Regions from separate parts of the Mus musculus genome. Here region 2 is linked to region 1. Evidence: chromatin contacts called from public Hi-C data. All regions are on one chromosome and are shown on one strand. The core of a region is the stretch at or near the end of the contact, and the rest is flanking DNA. Distances in the headings are between cores, read along the strand shown.

What was found. A called contact is a pair of places that touch in the nucleus more often than the background predicts.
Region 2: a Hi-C map of cranial neural crest shows a contact between it and region 1, with 2.2 times the contacts expected there. The contact joins two enhancer-like sites. A contact is called at or near these places in 4 of 484 Hi-C or Micro-C datasets (the 3T3-L1 cell line, cranial neural crest and embryonic fibroblasts).

Annotation. Positions count from the first base shown.
Region 1 is chr6:4,554,969-4,561,068 of GRCm38.p6, forward strand. No RefSeq gene overlaps it. Among named protein-coding and RNA genes, the nearest start is that of Gm33959, 29 kb to the right of the region's middle. RefSeq lists an enhancer at 1-98. Within about 2 kb of position 3,178, at least 13 of the 459 cell types and tissues checked have an H3K27ac peak or open chromatin away from gene starts, as enhancers often do.
Region 2 is chr6:4,827,219-4,832,775 of GRCm38.p6, forward strand. No RefSeq gene overlaps it. Among named protein-coding and RNA genes, the nearest start is that of Gm20714, 14 kb to the left of the region's middle. Within about 2 kb of position 1,258, at least 5 of the 459 cell types and tissues checked have an H3K27ac peak or open chromatin away from gene starts, as enhancers often do.

The DNA of each region.
Region 1 (6,100 bases), core at 1,928-4,427:
ATCAGTGATTTCGTTATCAGTTAAAGGGTTTGCTGGCTGCACTATGGGATTCTATGAAGCAGAAAATTCAATATTTTCCTTTCCTCTGGCCCTTATATCTTATCAAATCCAAATTTCTCCTGTTTCTCCTACCTGCTTTGTGGTAAATATTTGGTGGCTTCTCTCCCTGCCCCCAGGCCACAGGTCATGTTCAACTTGTCATTCAGGCTTTGATGTCTATAAGGACTTTGTTTTTTCATTCCCGAAAGTCCCATCCAGAGAAAACACAAATCTGATCTTTCAAACCCCCTTTAGAATATTTGTTTCCAGGACATATACAGGGTCGTCTCAAAGGCTTCCAAATGATAAAACAAAACAAACAAACCAAAATTAACCTTCAGTAGCACCAAATCCCCTGCCTATTAACTGCCCCCCAAGGTCTTCTTCCTCACCTCGGAGTTTACACCCTCCAGCCAGACCAGAGTAATTTATAAAGCAACCACTAATAAATAATTAAGCAATTTTTATCATAATCAACTCCTGACATGCCTCAGGGGTGAATATTCCCATGTGTTCTTGAGCTCTGTGCTATGCATTAGTATTTAAAAATTAGCTGCTTTGGTTAGAGACAGTGAGTAAGCCTCTCAGGGAAGGCAGGGAAGGCTGCGCAGCCAGCTGTCACTCGGCTCATCTGGACAGAAGTCTTCATATCGCTCAGCCGCATCTCCGTATCTCTGAATACATATTAGTGTTGCCCACTAGCCAAGCCAAGCAGGGTGCAGCTGGACAGTGAACTGTAGGGTTTCCTTTATTAAAAAATGATTGAGACGATGTCATTCTTTGTCTAACATCATCTTTCATGTTCTTGGCCACACGTCTAACATGCCAGATATTTGAAAGCTTTTATCAGAAAACGCTGGCTCCCTCAAGTCAAAGGCATTATTTAATTTAGTTCTGGAGTTGGTTGAGAAAAATTAATTTTTGTTTCTATTAATTCTGCAGTCATATCTGTGTTGTGGGTGGACTATTTAACAGCTCACGTAATCAATAAATTACCGCTAAAGCACGGGCTGTTAATCAGAGACTCTCGCATGTGAGGTTGTCTCCTTGTTTATTTTCACAAGCTTTTCCTTCTCAAGAAACTGCCATCTTGTGACGGCAAAGCAACAGGATGTCACACAAAGCAGTGGCTCCTTGAACATCGTGTTTGTTCCTCATTGGAGACTCACATATCTCGACAAGTACCGATATCCAAAGCATTCCATCACCTTCCACCACTCTTGCATGTGGGAAGCGGTCCACAGTATCTGTTGGTTACTGTGCTAAATGCCACTAGGATAGGTACTCACATGTCTGGAGTATTCTACAAAGAAGATAGAACACTAGGCTTTCCACCATTTTCCTTTATAGAGAAAGCAGATGAGAGTTATCCATATGCTATTGGGTAGTACTATGTTTTAACAGCTGAACTAAGATATAACTAACACAGTGCTCTGTCTGCAGGTATTTAATACACAATCTTGCTATATCTACGAATGTTACTGTTTTGAAGTAAAAAGTTAGAAATGAGTGAAGAAAACTGCTCTGTGTTTACACTACAGAAATCACAAATAAAATCTCTGCACATGCCCCTCCAATCTCTAAAACTATATATATGTGTGTGTGTGTGTGTGTGTGTGTGTGTGTGTGTGTGTGTATAGTAGATAAGGGTTCTTTCTTTATCAAAATGTAAGTCAACTGTGTATGCTGTGGTGTATTTTTCAGACATTTTACTAGTGTCATGGACAATTTTCATGTCATTAAATATCACCCAAAAGATGATTATTAATATATATCATACATTTTTGTTTATCAATAGCAAAACAATTACAAAATAAACAATGAAGAAAATAATCATTAAGGAAAATTTTCAATTGCAGCAACATTCTAAAATATGGAAGTTTTTTTTTCCACAACCCTTAGTATAAGGAACTATTTAAGGTCTTAGTCACATTTATAGATTTTGTGGTGTGTGTGTGTGTGTGTGTGTGTGTGTGTGTGTGTGTGTAAAGTTATACACCCTAGTTTGGCTGTGAGGTAAAATGTGCTTTTCAAATGCTAGCAGGCCTTTTGCAGAGATGTGCTTTCCTTCTCGGCACTGGGCCTGCAAAGGGTATTTTCTTATTTATTTCATGGGTGACGTTCACATGAGGAAGTTTTCTTTTATATTTTGCTTGGCTTTTTTGCCTTGATTACACATTCATGTGTACATTTCTACTTGTATAATGTGCAACTCGTCACATCTGGAAAGTGTTTGGATGTGACGTGAGGTAAGCAGGTACCTTTGCCCCTAGGCTGACACGGGGTCTCTATCACATCATAAATTCTCCTGCGTGCAATCGAATTTTGATTTGTGCCAGTGGAGTGACGAAAACTGCAGCTCACTCCCTGAACTTTCTTCCTTTTCTACCTGTCCCCTTTAATGTGGCTGTGATTTAAAGTGGTGGGCTTTTTTCTTACACACCATAAAGCATCGTTATTAAAGTCTTACATTTAGATTTCTAGACACACATACCTGGTAAGGTAGTGCAAGCATACACAAAAAACAAAGGCAGAGAGGAAGTAGTAACCGCTTTCATCTTAGAGCTCAGTAGCAAAGAATGATAAAACACTGCGGTCCTTTAAATTCTGCAACTATTTTTCACTTTCTGGGTTTGTAGGGGTGGGGTGGGGGTGTTGTAAACACAACTCTTTAAAAGGTTTCCTAAGAGTGACTGTTTTCTTTTTCCAGCCAAGATACTAACTGTGAAATTCCTTATTCTTCCAGTAGAGTTTGAAACCACTCTTTGAAAGAATTTCAACATGCAAATTCACACTCTAAGAACAGAAGGCCTCCCGCCACCCAGCCCCAGTTACTCATTAAAATGGAAGTGTTCTGCTTCCACCAGCGGGTGGCAACCTCAACATACACAGCACAGTCTTGTCAATGGAACCACCTCGTGCAAAGACGAAATTGACCCCCAGTGTCTGACACCAGTGTCTGACTCCAGCTGCCGTCATTGCCCTTTAGCTGCGATAAAAAACAACAAAGGCCAGACCTCAAGAACTAATCACAACCAGAAACACTCTGCAACAGGCAACCAAATTACCGCCATTAAACGTGGGTCCAGAAAATCAACCATCTTTTTGGTTGTGAGTTTAGAGTTTAGTCTTTAAACACACGCACAAGAACACGCACACGCGCGCGCACACAGAGTTTGGCAACCTCACAGTTAAAAGGATGCATAGATGCAAAATAAGGTAAAATGTGTGTGTGTGTGTGTGTGTGTGTGTGTGTGTGTGTGTGTGTTTGATGCAATAACAATGAGAAAGGGCAGCCATGGATTTGAAAGAAAAAAAGGAAGACGAAACAAAGTATGTGGGATGGTTTAAAGAGAGGAAAGAGATAGGAGAAATGCTGTAATCATATTGAGAGGGAGAAAGGGAGAGAGAGAGAGACTGTGCATCTCTCATGCTCCTAAACTTACTCTTTTCATATTTTCAGATAGAATTGCAAAGAAAGTTCACAATAAATCACCTGTAATTTTAACTGTTGCTTAAAGTCAGTATAGAAGGTGATGAGGGTGACCACTGTGGTGAGCAATGCACACATTTGAATTGTGGGGGAAATGTGTGAGGACCTTAGGTAGCCAGGCTTGCAGTCCAAGGCAGTGGGAGTAAAGGAGAGCTCTCAGGGGCAAGACTTGAGAAAGACTGTGTGAATTAGCCCTTTTCATATGTCTTGGAAGCAAAAACAAAGGTCAGATTAAACTCATAGCTTCTTTTCTTTTTTTTTAAGAGCACAAGTTTATCGTACCAAGCATCAGATCATGAAAAGACAGCACTGTAGGACACTATCAGAGACAATTTGATCTATATATTTATATGCTCAGTCTCTAAGACAAATAAAACAGACCCAGGGTATTAATTGGGGAGGGTGGGGAGAAGAACCACGCCTTTCTTGCCCTGGTCATTTGGAATGAACTAAATGACTATCATTTGACTGATCGAAAACCTCAAAACCAAGGTAGACTAAAGGGCAGAGAGCAGGGCCAAGATGGGCATTATCCTCAAATCTTCCATGAAGTCCTGGGCGTTCTGTCCATTCCATATAGCCAATGCTCTGCAGCTAGCCCTGTGGCTAACCAGCACATTGGTCTCTCTTATTTCTATTGAAGCTAAAAGAGCAGAACAACAACAAAAAATTAATAGAACATTTGGCAAAATGGTAAGCACACCTTCAAGCTGAGTTAAGTCAAGGCTTAGTAAAAACAGAAAACAAAAACAAAACAAAAAGAAAAAGAACCTCCTCGGGCAAATAACAATGGCAAAGATGATAACACTGAAAAAAAAAAGAGAAATTGAAAAAGTTATCCTACATACAAGAGTAAGGGCCACTGGAGTAGGAAGTCCCTCCATTCAGCCTGCAGGTCTCTGATACTCAACATCAAACAGAAATCTAAAGGCTCAAAGAAAGACTTGCTCACACAGCATCCACTGGGGTTCTAGAGTGGCAGGCACTGCTTTATCCTGACCATTTTGCACATTTCACAGTGTATCTAAACCCCGAATTAGAACCAAGCTCTCCTGCCAAACGGTGCAGTTATAACAATGAAAAGTTCCAGGATGACCTCAAACATCCAAACAAAGGACTTCCATAAGTTGAATATTTTTCTTCATTTATAGAACACCTAGGCAGGAGTTTAACCTACACGCTTTTAATCCCAGCACTTGGAAGACAAAGGCAGGCAGATCTCTGTTTGAAGCCAGCCTAGTCTATATAGTGAGTTCCAGACCCAAGGCTATGTAGACAGACTGTCTCAACAAATATATATATATATATATATATATATATATATATATATATATATATATACATATATATATATACATATATATATATATATATCAAATTCTTTGACTTTTTAAATATTGAAGTGAAACTTGAGTAAATATTGGTTAGAAATCAATTTAGTGTGCTAACACTACCAGCCCAGTCTTTGAAGCCACATTCAGCAATCTAGAGGCGTAAAGTGGTGAAGGAATCATCACGTGACTGAGCGTCAGTATGCGCTTTCCACATGCCACAAGCTTTAGTAGTTTAGAGTCAAGGACTTTGGTGCTTGTAGCCAACAGAGGGGCTTAACAGCTAACTTCCACAGTGTTCGCCTGGTGCCAGACCTGGCCCGTGCCCTCCAAAGCATGAGCCAATCCTGTCCTTATAGCCATCCTGTGAGCTAGACACTATTATTATCTCTGCTTTCCACAGAAGGAAACTGAGGCTTAGAAACGGTAAGAAAACCTGTTCAAAAGAACACAGCGAGTTACTGGGGATGTGTGTGGGTCGTGAACTCAGACAGCATAACTCCAGAACTCCACAGTTTTGAATCTCCGCTATGCGTGCGCTCGGTACAGCTGCGGGCGCCATCCATCTCAGTCATGCCCGAGAAATCAGAGGTGTCTCATTTAGCTAGGTTCATGTGGCTGCTTTCTGATCTGCAGGGACCAGCATTTCCCAGCTCCCTTTTTTATGTGAAACCAGGCAAACTGGCTTTAATGAAACAGTCTGAAGGTTTGTCACATCTGAGTCCACTCCAATCATGAGTCTCGAGCTCACGGTGACAGGTTAGGGCACTGTGAAAACTAGCAGTGGAAATGTCAAAACAATCCAGAATGGGAGATTTTTGAGAGGGGGTGATAATAGGATGTATTTCTTAATTCGGGAAGAGCAATGGGAGGCAGTCAAGGGCATTTGCATCTTTCTCCTTTAAACAACAGGCAAAAGAGGAAGAGTCTATGCAGAAGGTGTAATATCAGGCTGGTCACAGTGGGGTCCTGGCAGATAATTCCTTAAGATTTTTTTTCTTAAACTGGGAACTTAAATTTTGAATTCTACTCACAAAAGGTTAGAGTTAGAAGGCGCTGAGTGTGGAAAGTTCTACAGAACACCAGAAGGAAATAAATAAATCCACAGGGAGGCAAAGACTCGCCCAGCTTAGTTGAGATCTTTATGTTAACAAAGGCCTTAGACATATTAAATTAATGTTCACAATCTCAAAAAACAAACAAAAAAAGTTCTCTGAAAAATGCAAAAGGAATTTCG
Region 2 (5,557 bases), core at 8-2,507, 270 kb after region 1:
CTTTGAGTCTCCCACCAATATTCTGAGACAAGAAAACCAATAAAAGTATGGCTGTTGGTGTCACTGTGGTTGACGATGGACAGCCACCCAGTCAGCTTCCCATGAAAAGACATGCAAGTGTAAATCCAGCCTAGAGAAAACAAGACCTTGCTGCTTTGGCGTATGTTCATTTGTCAGGATTTCTACCCAATATCCATAATTAACAAATAACCTTCAAGAGCCAGGAAGTAAGGTTGAAATTCAAATGAAAGACTCTAAACTCCACACCACCAGTGTTGCGTTGTCGTTTGTTTGTTTCTCTTTTCCCCAAAGATGTGTGTATACATGTTCAGTTCATCCTGTCCTCACACTATTCCTGACTGGGGTTTATCCAAACCTTCTTTATTGTTTTAAAATGGCTAGATATATTGTCAGTTCCAATGGTGCAAGGTCAATGTACTTACAGTAAATACAGGTATATGATCATAAAATATATGCTCAATTGTTCTTGCCATAAAAATCTTAGCATGCACACATACACACACACATACACACACACGAGAATGTAACAGAAAGAGATGAAGGTCCAATTGCAAACAGGTGAATGTCTACTTTCATGTCTATTCATAGTTCTGTAGTTTATCACATATAATATATACTTAATTGTAATTGCTTTCTACATATTTGCTGCCCAAAATATTCATGATAATATATTAGTAACTTTTTTGTTGCCATGACAAAATGTACATTTCATCGGCCATAGGTCTAGTCTCTTATTTATCTAAGAATATGTGGATGAAAACATTACACTATACAAAACTTTCTGTAGCAGGACTGGGGGCAGGGCAGACAGGGGACACTATGGGTAGAAGCAAAGCTTTCACCCTTGCTAAACAAGCTCTGTGTCATGCAGCTCCATTCCCAGCCCCCAGAGATGCATCTTTTACCGTTCACTTTGTAAGAACGGATGATGCAGTACAAGCAAACTCAGAACAGTTCAAATATGCAGCCCTAAAAGTATAAATGCTATTCGTCTTTGTTTTCTCAACTGTTTGAGTCTCCTCTGCCCCCAAATAATTTCCTCCACTTAAGTATTTCCTGCCAGACCCTTAGTAGCAAAATCAATGCGATCTGACTGAATAGTTTAGCATGTTAGGCAAAACCAAGAAAGAAATGAAAATACTCCCAGAAAATTAAAATATAACTCTTTCTATTAGCGTAGCCATTTCAGTCCTGTTCATAGATCCTCTCGAATTTAGTAGGAGATGGTTTCTATAGCAACAGGAGAATGATCTCGCATGAGCCTTAAAACAGAAAACTAAGAGTACTTGCCTCTTAAAAGTGGGCATCATATTCCTCTCTAAGGCTTAACGGAGGACATGTGAATCTCTTTTGGTTGGAGACAGAAACTGGAAGAAAGCCAGTTATGTTGTTTGCTCAAACGCTGAAAGATGGAGGTTACAAGGGGCACCGATATGTATTTCAGCTGTTTTATCCTTTTGAAGGATTTTTCCCAAGGTGGTATATTGTATCAAAGAACTAGAACAGGCATGAGGAGCTCTGAAACTAATTTTCTGAATCTATTGCAGACTGAGCAGTGACTTTCTGTGGCCAACACTTCTTCTAAATAATTTCTAATGCTATGCAAGACCCAACGTTGTAATGCTGCAAAAATGTCCATTGCATGCTTGCTTTCACAGTTGTCCGTGCTGCTGTTCTCCTTGGCGTGAGAGTGAGCTTACGGGAGCATGCAGGTCACAACAGAGAAGGATGAGACACGTGCAAACTGCTAAATTGAAGAGATACATCATTTTGAAGTCAAAATAAAGTGAAGAAATCAAGCTCATGAAATTATAAAAGAAAATTCATATTATTCAAAATGAATTATTACCCAACCTGAATATATCTCTGCATAAAACAAATAAATCTACCCTAGTCCAAAAATAAAATCAACAAAAAAGACAGACAACTTTCTCTAGAGAGAAATCTATTTCTCTTGGTTGTGACAATGAACACCAAGACAGTAGTTATATTTGAGAGGCCTCTGGTGTAGACCCAAGATCTTGAAAATACTCAGTTGAATCCAAACCAAACAGACTTTAATAATGGACTCAGCCATGTGCTTTAACATTCAAACATCTCGAACCCAGAAAACCAAACTTTCATTATTGGAAAGCCAATGCAAAACTCAAATTAATAATTAAAAATGTTTGATGAAAGATGTTTATATTTCAAATATCCAGAGGAAAATGGTAAACCATATGATTGTGTGTGTGTATGTGTATGTGTGTGTGTAACCCTGCTGTTGGATCTCATGACAAATGAAGTTCAGCCTGTGTTTAAGCTCTCCATTATGCCTTCGTCAGGATGCCTTTATGAAGTGTATAACCTAAAGAACTATAAAGATGGCCCCGGCGGGACATCTACTGCAGTAAGAAATAGAACAGAGCAATCAACAGCGAGAGAAAACACAATGAGCGTAATTTGGTTACTAAAGAGCTATTAGCATTTAAACAAATTAGATCAAACATCATGAAGATCTGCTTTAAGACAAGGGCATGATGTGAGAAATATAAACAGGATCTGAAAACTACGAAGGAATTCTCAGCACATAACAATCCCATCCAAAATTTTGCATCAAAAGAGTTGTCTAGCCTCAACATTGCTTCCTTGAGGAAGACTCAGCTCTCATTTCCCCTTTTGGGCTCTTCCCGGTAAAACCTTCAGACTTCCCCTATCCAACATTTGACAAATAGACTTCTGACTCTCCCTGTCCTAGAGAATTAAAAAGGGGTGAGGCTTACAATTGCAAATGCTTTCTCTATCTCTTTGAGATATATGGCTTTCCTAAGGGCATGCATATAGCATCTTCCTTGAAAACCTCAACGCCATTTCTTTGAGATACAATCATGGGAGTTCAAGTTTTCAGGCATCCATGCTCTACAAGAGAATAGAATCAGAGCTTCGGTGATTGCTAGTCCAGATGCAGTTAATTGCCTTTACAGACACCAATTCTCTCAACCTTACTGAGTAACTTGGAGCTTCCCAGACAAAGGTTAATGCCCTGCTGCCCCTTACTCTTGTTCCTTCAGTAAAATGCCCTTTCCACAAATTAGGAGAAAGGTCGGTGCTTTTACCTACTGTTGAGAATTACTACTAAATTGTTCTTTTAGATTTTTTTTTCAAATTTACTCTTTATGTGTAATTTTCTCGCATGTATGTGTGTGAACCACTCCCGTGCTTGGTGCCCATAGAAGTCAGAAGACGCCGTCAGACCCCCCAGAGCTGGATTTACAGATGGCTATAAACCAGGAGGTTCTGGTACTCAAACCCAGGTCTTCTAGAAGAACAGCCAGTGCTTTGAACTGCTGAGCCATTGCTCCAGCTACTCCCTAATAACATGATTTTTACCCTGGGATGAATACTCAGCTTTAGTTTTGACGGGTCTGAAGAAAACAGTCCACTTTTGAATATATGTGTATGTATATATGTGTGTTCAAAAATGACCATGAATACAGAATAAAATGCTGGGACAAAACATTGAATAATTACATTTATATTGTCCCTAATAAGAGCTTCATATTACTACATATAACATATTAGTATCTCATCTGACAAAGAGTTTCAGTGAGCGGAGCAGAAAGGGCATTCAGAAGGAGTGGGACTTGAATTAGATTTGAACAAGAAGAAATACAGAGAGTCACATTTTCATTAAAATGGGTACATGCTACTCCAAAAGAGAGAATCACACTATAAATGTATCAGTGAAGTCCCATGGTCACAAGGGAAGGGATCATGTCTGATTTTCTTCTCACAGCTATATCGTCAAGCCTGGACAATTGTGTCCTCCGACTAACTGCAGTAGCATTTAAACAGGGATGCATGAGCTAAAAGGCAGCTATACTAATGACTGCTTTCTCAATTTTCTACTCTGTCTACTCAGGATAACTTTATAACACTGCGGATCCAGGGGGGATAGATGGCTCCACATTTCACAGACGATTACACAGGGGAGAACAGTCGAGGAGAATATACAACTGGGTGCATTACTGTTAAATACCACAGATTTATTACCTGCAGACTCCATTTTATAAAGAATTGAAAAAACTTGTGGAGCAAAATGCTAGTGAAGATGAGTGTGGGAAGATGCTAACTAAATCTCAGACAAGCTCTCCCACGTGCACACAGTCAGTACGACAGGACTGTCTGAGGCAAGAAAACATCTTAAAGATGAAACTTTATATTCAGTCAGGTGTGGTAGGTCACGCCTATAATCCTATCACGAAGGGCGGAGGCAGAAGGATTGGGAGTTCAAGACTCTGATGGGCTACATAGTGAGTTTGAATTCAGTCTGAGCTATTGGAGCTTTTGCTCCAAAGTATGGGGGTGGAGCCAAGGAGAGACCACTCAGCTGGTGGAATGCAAGAAGGAGGAGCTGACTGGATACCTGGCACCCAAGTAAAAGCTGGATGAGATGGCACTGTAAGAGGAAAGGCAATCTCTGGAGCTTATAGGCCAGCCAGCTAGCATAATTGATGAGCTCTGGGTTGCATGAAAGTCATGGTCTGAAAAAATAAGGTGATGACTGATCAAAAATGACATCAATATCACCTTTGACTTCCACATAGATGTCACACATCTGTATGCATTTTTGCACACTTGCATGTTTACACGCACATGTAATATATCCACAGGAATACATACACAACACACACACACATATATATGACATTGCAAAAGGTTTCATAAAGTACAAAGGGGAAGAATAGACATAGACTAGCTACCACAGTGATCAGTGCGTCTACCAACACTCACCAGAAAAATTTTGTTATACAGAAGATGGTGATTAATGTAGAGACCTATAACTTGACAATGTGCAGGGAATTATAGACTGTGGACTACTCAGATCTAAATAGGACATCTACATGGCATCCCTCCCACCAAGGCTCAGGAGGTCATCACAGAAGAAGGCGTAGAAAGAATCTAAGAGAGAGCGCACTGGGAGCTGCACACAAGCACTGCCTGAAGAGATGGATGGCTGTTCTCCTCCAACACCAGCTACTGAGAGCTATGCCATACCAAGTTTGCAGTGGAAAAGCTGCCTCGACCTCCAACAGAGTGACTAAAGGACTCAGGGCCCCACATTGAGATGAGGACACTGCTCTGTGATGTGATGCTTTGTGTTGATCATGCCTCTGGCCACCCTGGGCAATATAAGTTTTACAAGCTGTTAACTACACAGCATAGCAATATACTGTCTCAAATAAATAGTAAATCAATAAAAAATATTGTTAACCTAAAACTACCAACCAAGAAAATAAAGGAAAAATGAAGACAAATGGTAGATCTTAGTAGTGGTGGAAAACTTCAAGGAAATGGTGTCTTCCAGCAGAACAGGTACTATCTTAATCGATGTCTGATTGCTGAAAAGAGACACCATGACCATGGAAACTCTTACAAAGGAAAACATTTTATTGGGGATTGCTTATAGGTTCAGAGGTTTAGTCCATTATCATCATGGCTGGAAGCATGAAGTATGCAGGCAGATATGGTGCTGAGCTGAGAGTTCCTCATCCTG